Linked DNA regions of Pan troglodytes: region 1 is linked to region 2. A link is a contact called in public HiChIP or PLAC-seq data. All regions are on one chromosome and are shown on one strand. The core of a region is the stretch at or near the end of the contact, and the rest is flanking DNA. Distances in the headings are between cores, read along the strand shown.

The links. HiChIP or PLAC-seq counts read pairs in DNA pulled down with a chosen protein or histone mark.
Region 1: a contact with region 2 is called in an H3K4me3 HiChIP or PLAC-seq map of stem cell-derived excitatory neurons, with 2.1 times the contacts expected there. The contact joins the promoter of JMJD4 here to the promoter of WNT9A in region 2. A contact is called at or near these places in 1 of 7 Hi-C or Micro-C datasets (stem cell-derived neural progenitor cells) and 1 of 1 datasets of contacts at active chromatin or transcription factors (stem cell-derived excitatory neurons).

Annotation. Positions count from the first base shown.
Region 1 is chr1:21,622,680-21,627,168 of NHGRI_mPanTro3-v2.0_pri, forward strand. JMJD4 (jumonji domain containing 4) reads left to right here and starts at 2,293. Exons shown (of 6, transcript XM_001143331.5): 1 at 2,293-2,692; 2 at 2,888-3,053; 3 at 3,662-3,787; 4 at 4,013-4,280. The coding sequence starts at 2,293. All of the region lies in intron 1 of SNAP47 (synaptosome associated protein 47), which reads right to left.
Region 2 is chr1:21,410,627-21,414,948 of NHGRI_mPanTro3-v2.0_pri, forward strand. It overlaps WNT9A (Wnt family member 9A), which reads left to right and starts at 2,770. Exons shown (of 4, transcript XM_525081.9): 1 at 2,770-2,959. The coding sequence starts at 2,865.

The DNA of each region.
Region 1 (4,489 bases), core at 1,043-3,542, 210 kb after region 2:
CTTCCAGCAAGGCTCAGAGCCCCAGCACTCCTAGAACCTCCCATATCCCCGCTTATAAGAGTAAATAAAACAACATTTCCATTGCTTCATAAAGGGAAGGCAGGTGCCCCTCTCCCGCTTAGGATGCCTCTGTTTGGTCTGGAATGAGATAGCCCAGTGTCCAGATTTTACAAGACACAGTCATGGTCTGATGGCCCCTAGAATGTCATCAGACCTCCAAACCTAACTCAAAGGCCTCGCACTGTGTGCAAACCAGCACAAGCTGCCTCTCATTTCTCTGGGAGAGATGAGCGGTTCTAACTGTTCCTCCTTCCACCTCCCTGTCAAGACGCCTGGGAAATGCTGCCCAGACTCTGCACTCTCTCGCAGAGCGCCTATGTGCACACAGCCTGCCAGGCTTCGGGGGCAATAAATCTGCTATCTTTCCTTCTGCATCCATGTGGGTAGCTTTGAGCTGATTTCTCCAGCACACCAAGACATACATCACATAGGGTCCCCCATGGCCCCATTTTCGTGTCCTGGCCGAAAATCACAGAGTACCCTGATCCCTCTGTGCCCCAACCACAGGTTTTCCCCACCAGGCTTCAACCCAATCCAGGGCCTTTAACATTTCCAGGCATGGAAGAAAGTATCTAGGTTTACTACAAAGAAAACGGCCTTGGCCCTGAGCCAAATTCCTGAAACCTTCCTATAAACTCCATAACCCACACCCCTTCCAAGAGACATACCTAGGGAGGACGTCCCTTTTCCCTTACTGCCCGTCTCGAGGACTACCGCAGCCCACTCTATATGAAAGTTCCCCTAACAAAACCTCTAGGCAGGGCCTGGCGCAGTGGCTCACACCTGTAATCCCAGCACTTAGGGAGGCCAAGGCAGGAGGATTGCTTGAGCCCAAACGTTCAACACCGGCTTGGGCAACACAGAGACCCTGTCTCTACAAAAAAAAAAAAAAACAAACAAAAACAAAAAAACAAAACTAAGCTGGGCATAGTGGCTCATGCCTGTAGTCCCAGCTACTTGGGAGGCTGAAGCAGGAGAATTAAAGAATTCATCAAGCCCAGGAGGTGGAAGCTGCAGTAAGCTGTGATGGTGCCACTGCATACTGTCTCAAAAAACAACAACAACAACAAAAAAACTGCTCTGGGCTCACCATGCATTTAGCACTTCTTTCTTTGGTATCCCAACTGGTCCCACCTGAGGATAGTGTGGGGAACTCCCTTGCCGCCACTTTTGGGGTAACTCCAGTTGCAAGTTTGGCAAAACACTCCTCATGTCACTACTCCGATGTCCTCCCACTTCAGCCCTGCTCATGTGTACACAGCCCCAAATCCCTACCCACACTCCTACCACACCTTCATTTCACACCCTCCCTCATTCCCCACCATCTTCTCCAGACACCCGTCATCCCCTGGGGCCCCTTGCCATGCCCTCCAGGTCCCCTGTGGGCCCCATTCGCCCATCTAGGTTACCCTGCCCCCTCCAGCCCTCCCACCATTTTCCTCCAGGTCCCCACCATCCTCTCTAGACCCCACTGTCCCCTCCACGTGCCACTGATCCCTCCAGGAACCCACTGTCCCCATCCCTTCCAAGTGCTACCGTCCCCTCCAAATCCCCACTGTCCCCTCCAGGTCCTCAATGTCCCCATCTCCTCCAAGTGCCACCGTCCTCTCCAGGTCCCCACCGTCCTCTCCAAGTCCCCACTGTACCCATTCCCTCCAGATCCCACCGTCCTCTCCAGGTCCCCACTGTCCCCATCCCCTCCAGATCCCACCGTCCCCTCCAAGGTCCCCACTGTCCCCATCCCCTCCAGGTCCCACCGTCCCCTCCAGATCCCGTCTCCATCCCCTCCAAGTGCCACCGTCCTCTCCAGGTCCCCACCGTCTCCTCCAGGACCCTACCATCTCCACTAGATCCCACCATGCGAGGGCCCCCCAGCTCTCCCTCTGGGTCCCACCGTTCTCTCCGGGTCCCACCGTTCTCTCCGGGTCCCATCATCCCTGGGCGCCCCCGCACCGCCGCACTCCCGCCCCCAGAACCGCCTCTGTCCCCGCCCCTCTCCCAGCGCAGCCCGCATACCCCCCACCCCCCGGGGATGCGGGAAGGAGGGCTCGGGCTGTGTCAGCCACAGCGCGCGGACTGAGCCCAGGGCGGACGCTACGGCTTGGCTTGGGCCGGGCGCCCAACAGACCAACACCGTCGCTCACCTGAGGGACGCCAGACCCGTCCCAGAGCCGACCGCGGCGCCTCAGCCGCTCGGCGCCTGCGCAGTGAAGACCGCGGCGAGCCGCGCGCATGCGTGCAGGGCCGGAGCCCCAGGCGCTGGTGGGGCAGAAACGCGGCGCCCTGCGTCTTCTGGTTCCGAGGCAGGTCCTCACCGTTTCCGCTCCGGCGGAAGTGAGGAGGAGGGTCCTTCGACCCGTGCTGAGCTGGATGGACCGCGAGACGCGCGCCCTCGCCGACCGCCACTTCCGAGGCCTGGGGGGCGATGTCCCCGGCGTCGGCCAGGCTCCGGGCCGGGTAGCCTTCGTCTCGGAGCCGGGCGCCTTCTCCTACGCCGACTTTGTGCGGGGCTTCTTGCTGCCCAACCTGCCCTGCGTGTTCTCCAGCGCCTTCACGCAGGGCTGGGGCAGCCGGCGGCGCTGGGTGACGCCCGCGGGGAGGCCCGACTTCGACCACCTGCTACGGACCTACGGTGGGGCGGCGGCCGCAGACCCCGGGCAGGGAGGAAAGGCCGGCGGGACCCAGGCCCGGGAGGCCCCCGCCTAGAGAGGGGCACCAGGGAGGGTGAGGGAGGCCAGGCGCGTGGCCCCTGGAGAGTTCCTCTGCAGACGGTTTGGAGTGAGGACGGGGCCCAGGGAGATGGCATGGACCGTGCCTTTCATTTCAGGAGACGTGGTTGTACCAGTTGCAAACTGTGGGGTCCAGGAATACAACTCGAACCCCAAAGAGCACATGACTCTCAGAGACTACATCACCTACTGGAAAGAGTACATACAGGCGGGCTACTCCTCTCCCAGGGGCTGTCTCTACCTCAAAGACTGGCACCTGTGCAGGTAATGGGGCTTGGGACGCACCGAGGCGCTGCCTTCCCTAGCGCTGCGTGAACCCAGAGGCCTTTCTGATGAAGGTGGCCCCTGGGTGCACAACGGAGCTATTTTTCCCCGTGAGGCACTTTAATCTGTTTAAAAGAAACTGGATTGTCTTCCGCATGGCTGCAAGTGTTGTTCTTTGGGAGGTCAATATGGTTTTTTTTCCTTTTTTTTGAGATAGATCTCCTCAGCCTCCCTAGTAGCTGGGATTACAGGAATGCATCTCCACTCCCGGCTTTTTTTTTTTTTTTTAAAGAGACTAGGTTTCACCATGTTGCCCAGGCTGGTCTTGAACTCCTGAGCTCAGGTGATGCATCCACCTCAGCATCTCAAAGCACTGGGATTATAGGCATGATCAGTACTTTCTAATAAGCAGAACCATTGTAGTCAGACTGCCCCGCCCCCTCCCCTGCCAGCAGCGTCTGGCTCAGAGGAGGGTCTGGGGCTCTTTGGGGGCTGCAGCCATCTGGAAGCTCCACTGGAGCCGATTGGTCTCAGTTGCCCCACTCGTGCTGCCCTAGTCTCCTCGTGCCTCACGTGCTGTCGGTGGTGCCCTTGCGCCCTCCTCACAGGGACTTTCCGGTGGAGGACGTTTTCACCCTGCCTGTGTACTTCTCGTCTGACTGGCTGAATGAGTTCTGGGATGCACTGGATGTGGATGACTACCGCTTTGTCTACGCGGGGCCTGCGGGCAGCTGGTGAGGCCACGGATGTGGGAGTGGAACCCAAAGGGGCCTGGTGACAGAGCGGACTGGGAGGCTCAGGGTGGCAGGAGGGGGGCTGCTTGGCACAGGCCTCACAGTGGGTGCCATCCCTTGAGACCAAGGGGCCACCCCTCCTTCAGTTGGACCAGGCCTCTGGGGTGCCAAGCAAAGCCCATACCAGCCCCTACAGGCATGAACCAGGCGCTCTTGCTGCTGCAGGTCCCCGTTCCATGCTGACATCTTCCGCTCCTTCAGCTGGTCTGTCAATGTCTGTGGGAGGAAGAAGTGGCTCCTCTTCCCCCCAGGGCAGGAAGAGGCCCTGCGGGACCGCCACGGCAACCTGCCCTACGACGTGACCTCCCCAGCACTCTGCGACACACACCTGCACCCACGGAGCCAGCTTGCTGGCCCACCCTTGGAGATCACGCAGGAAGCGGGCGAGATGGTGTTTGTGCCCAGTGGCTGGCACCACCAGGTGCACAACCTGGTAATGTGCTGCTTCTCCTGCCCCCTATCAGGGGCCTTCCTGCAGGAAGACGGCAGCACCACCTCCCCACTCTCCCAGCCACAGCGGGGCTGGAATGGGGTGGCTCATGGGTGAGGCTGACCCCTTCACAAGGTGGTGTCGCTGAGGCCTAGCCTCTGTTTCACCCACTGCCGGGTTCACTGTGAACCCACTCTGGGTTCACTGTGGCC
Region 2 (4,322 bases), core at 1,520-4,019:
GGAAACGTCTCCACCTCACACTGTGCCCAAGGTTGTCTGGATATGGCTTGAGAGAAGCAGGGGGTGGGGGCAGGTGAATGCTGCCCTCTGGGAAGGGACACTAGCGGCTGTGGCTGAGGCAGCAGGCAGGCCACGGTGGGTGAGGGCAGCCAGACGTGAAAGGGAGTTAGAGCCTGGGACATTCGTGGGAGGGGGTGTGATTCTCCCTGGGTCCAGGTAGGCTGAGGGGACTGCCTCTATCTGCCGCCATCATCCTAGGTGCAGGGAGGTAAGAGCTGGGCCAGCCCTGCCAGACCTCAGGTGTATCTCTGATATTACCCTGCCTGGGGCACTGGGTCCTACCAACCACATGCCCTGGGCTCCTGGGCATTCTGATAGGCTCCTGGCTGGAGCTGGGCCAGGGCTTCAAGTGGGGGTCTGGTGGGGCCACTCAGGGCTGGCCTGCCACTCCCACCACCACCAAAAGCTGCCATGAGCTGATGACCTCCCTTCTCTGGCGAAACAGCAGGGTCCTTCCTGAGTTCATGGATGTTGGATCATCCTTCTCAGCACCCTCTTGCACCAAATGTGGTCCTGAGAGTCCAGGACTGGGACTAGAGCCCCCTGCCCCTCAGCCGGCCAGGCAGCTGCCTCCTTCTTTGGGGACCACTAAGCTGCTGCTGGGAGAGTGCTTCACCCCCAGTGGAAGGGAGCTCTGTGATGCCGGAGGTGCTTGTGATGCACATTTACAATCTCACACGTCTTCTTGGAGGCAGCCTCCATGCCTTTAAGCATGCCATCATTGCAGGGGGGTGGGGGGGGAGGGTCTCCCGTCCTGTCTGCTTCCCTCTGCTGCCTCTCACTTCCTGGTACTGGAGCCAGACTTTGGGGGCTCACTGGAGCCCATGGCCGTGGGGCGGGTGGGCCTCCCACTGGGGTCGCTGCAGCCTGGGTGGGCTGGGCTGCCGTCTGCACTCCCTCTGCTGAGTCAGCCCCATTTCAAGGGAGGTGGCCCAGCCCCCTGAGCAAAAGAGGACAAACAAGTGCTCTCTCCCCACAGGAGGGGGGTCCTATGGATGGGGAAGGATGTGAGACCAGTCACACCTAGTGGAAAAGCAGAACCAGGGGCCAGGGCTCCCACACAGGACATCATGCCTTGGAGAAAAGCCACCACTCGCTGGAGTTGGATGGGTCTCAGATGGGGAAACCGAGGCCCCGAGAGGGAGTGACTGCCCAGGCCCAGTCTCCTCCCTTCCCCACCCTTGCTTTGCCCCACATGCACCTGAAGCTCACCTGGCAAGCTGGCCATCAGAGACTCAGAAAGGGCATGCTCACAGGGGTGACCCGCATGGCCAGGCTTTCCCAGGGAAGCAGGGCCGGGAGCCCTAGGGGTGGCGAGGTTGGCTCAGATCCTCGTGGGGGCCATTTTCTGCTGCTCCTATCTTCTTTGTTTTTCCTCTGAGGACCCTCATATTCGCCTCTGTCACTGCCACTGGCAGGATTTCACAGCCTTCCGGGGGCATGTGCTCCGCCCCCCAGGTTCTGCGGTCACTGTGCCAGAATCAGTCCCTGCAGGCACAGAGGGCACTGCCTAGAGACCTGGCACCGCAGCCCAGGTCTCTGAGGCCCCTGCAGCACGTGGCTGGGCAGGCTCGCTGGCCCTGTGTCCTCAGCCTTGGCAGCCTAGCCCGTGTTGGAGGCACCATCCTGCACTGACCAGGGTCTGCAGGTGGCAGGCATGCCACCGCCAGCCTGGACCCCAAGCCCTGTTCTTGTGTCCCTTGTTGCATGGCACAGAGGCCCCATCCAGGGAACTTACAAGCCTTCTCCTGGATGCCACCCCCAGGTCTGTCTGGAATGTGTGCACCTGTATCCTAATGCCAGCTCTGGGTCCTCTGACACCATTCTGCTTCAGAAGCAGCTCCGAATCCGTATCAGCAGAGGGGACGAGTCCCCGGGCTGTGACTGTGCGCTTCCAGCTGCCTGGGTGTGCACCTTCCATCCCAGGAGTCCTCTTTCTCCCCGTCCCGGCCAGGAAACAGGCTCTGAGAAGGGCGTCGCCCGATGGCTGGTGTGGCATTGACTTAGCCGCTAGCTCCACTCCCACAATTTAAGAATGGGGAGACCATCAGGACCCCAAAAGGTAGAGCTACTCACCTCACAGCCCCAGCAGGCTACGTCGCTTCATTCCCAGGCCGAAAGCGGCCACAGTCCCCGCCAGAAAGGAGCGATTCTCTGGCCCCGCTCCTTGAGGGGGTCAGCATGCGCAAGAGGCGCAGGCATCACCGGCTGGCCCGACTCCTCCTCACCAAGCTTCCCACGGAGCAGCCGCGCAGCGCCCAGCTCGGGGCAGACGGCTGGGTCCTCTGTGGAACCATCCCCGACCGTCCCGGCCTGGAGCCCCGCCGGCGGCTAGCCCGGCGGCCAACGCCTCCCCTCCCCTCCCCCTCAATCCCGCCCCCGGGGCCGCCCCAAGCTCCCACTGCAGCGCCCCCAACGCTCTACCCGCTTCCCGATGCCCGCCTCCGGCCCCCCAATGCCGTCCCGCCAATGCCGTCCCGCCGTGGTCGCCCCGGGTTCTCGCACGCCCCGCCCTCGGTTCCCACCGCTCTCCGCCTCCCCTTCCTCCATCCCCGCCGGGCAGGGCGCGCCCGAGACCCGCGCCGGGAGCAGCGGCCGGGGCCCCGAGTGGCCGGGAGGGGCTGGCGGGCTGGCGCGCGCGGCTCGGGTTTCGGCCCGCCCCCGGCGCCGGCGTGATCCCCTCCCGGGCGCGGGGCGGGGCCGGGCCCAGCTGGCCGCGCTCCGGGCGCTATAAGAGGGCGGCGGCCGCGGCGCGCCCTGCGCGGAGCTGGGAGCGCGATGGTCGGCCGCCGAGGCGCGGCAAGATGCTGGATGGGTCCCCGCTGGCGCGCTGGCTGGCCGCGGCCTTCGGGCTGACACTGCTGCTCGCCGCGCTGCGCCCTTCGGCCGCCTACTTCGGGTAGGTGCCTTCGGCGGCCGGCGCGCACTGGTGGGCGGGGGCGGCGGGGCCGGGGCGGGGTCGTCCGGAGTCCCCGAGGCACCCGGGGTGGCTGGGGCCGGGGCGCGGCGGGGCCGCCGGGTTGCCTGGCGCTGTTTGTTTGCGGCGCGCGCGTCGCTCCGTCCGCTGCGCGGCACGGCTAGAGAGGCGGGTGGACCCGTCGGGCTTGCGCCGGGCCGCGGTCCTCCGTGACCGCAGAGTCGTCGTCGTCGTAGTCGCCGCCGTGAGCAGGACTGCCTCGCGCTTAGGGACTGGGATCAGGTCCCGACTTCCTTGGGCCGCCGTGTCCTTGCCAAAAGGCTGGAGCCTGAGTCCTCAGCCCCTGGCCATCGCCCACCTAGCAGCTTCCCCCCCTTTCTCTTCTCGAGAAGTTAATTTAACAATAACAAAAATACGTACAAAATCCAGATGTTCCTCGCGCTGAGCCCCAAACGGAGAGAGAGAGAGAAAGAGAGAAATCCTCCAAGCTGGAGGAATTTATTTTTCTTGCGCTTTGCTTCTGACTCTGTGGCCCGGGCCCCGGCCCGCGGGAGCGCGTCCATGGAACCTGGCCGGGAGCGCAGGGCCCGGCCGGGGCGTCCCGCGGTGTCATTGCCCGTGCTCGCGTGTCTCTGCAGCAGCGCTTTGCGGGGCTGTCGGCGCGTCTCTCTCTTCCTTTCTTTCCCTTCCTTCTTCCCTTCTCCTCTGAGGTCTGGGATGCCCAGTCCTGCGACCTTTACAGGGACCCTCGCTGCGCTTTGGGCGCGCTGAGGTGCAGGGTGGCGCCGTGCGAGGCAGCGCCCCGGGCCTCCCCGCCACCCTCCAGCCTCCTACCCCGAGCGCCGCCGCTGGGAGCCCTGGCTGGCCTTCGGATCCCAGCCCCCGACCTGGACGCCCTGGGCCGCTCCCTCGGCCGGGCCGCCGCCCTCCGCCGGTCACCTGTTCCCGGCCCTCTGGCCTGAGCGCCAGCGCGCGGCGGGCTGGCCGGCAGAGGGCCCCGTTGGTCCAGGAATCTGGCACCCGCCCGGGCAGGGAGAGGCCGCCTGGGCCGAGGAGCCCTGCAGGTGTATCCTGTTCTCAAAGAAAATAAAATATTTTCATGGGAAACTTTCCCTTTGTGTTTTTCTTTCTCTCCCTTTCTTCTCTCTGTTCCTTTCTTCTGGGTCGTCTTCCAGGGTCAGCCCGGTGTCTCAGTTCCCTGGGGCCCCCACCCGCAGCCCTCTCCTGGCTCCAACTGTGGGTACGGCCCTGGGCCTGGGCTGGCACGCCACTGCACGCCATCTGTGCAACCCGTAGCCTCACCCGGGAGGGCAGGAGGGAGGGCCACAGGTCCGCGGTGACTCAC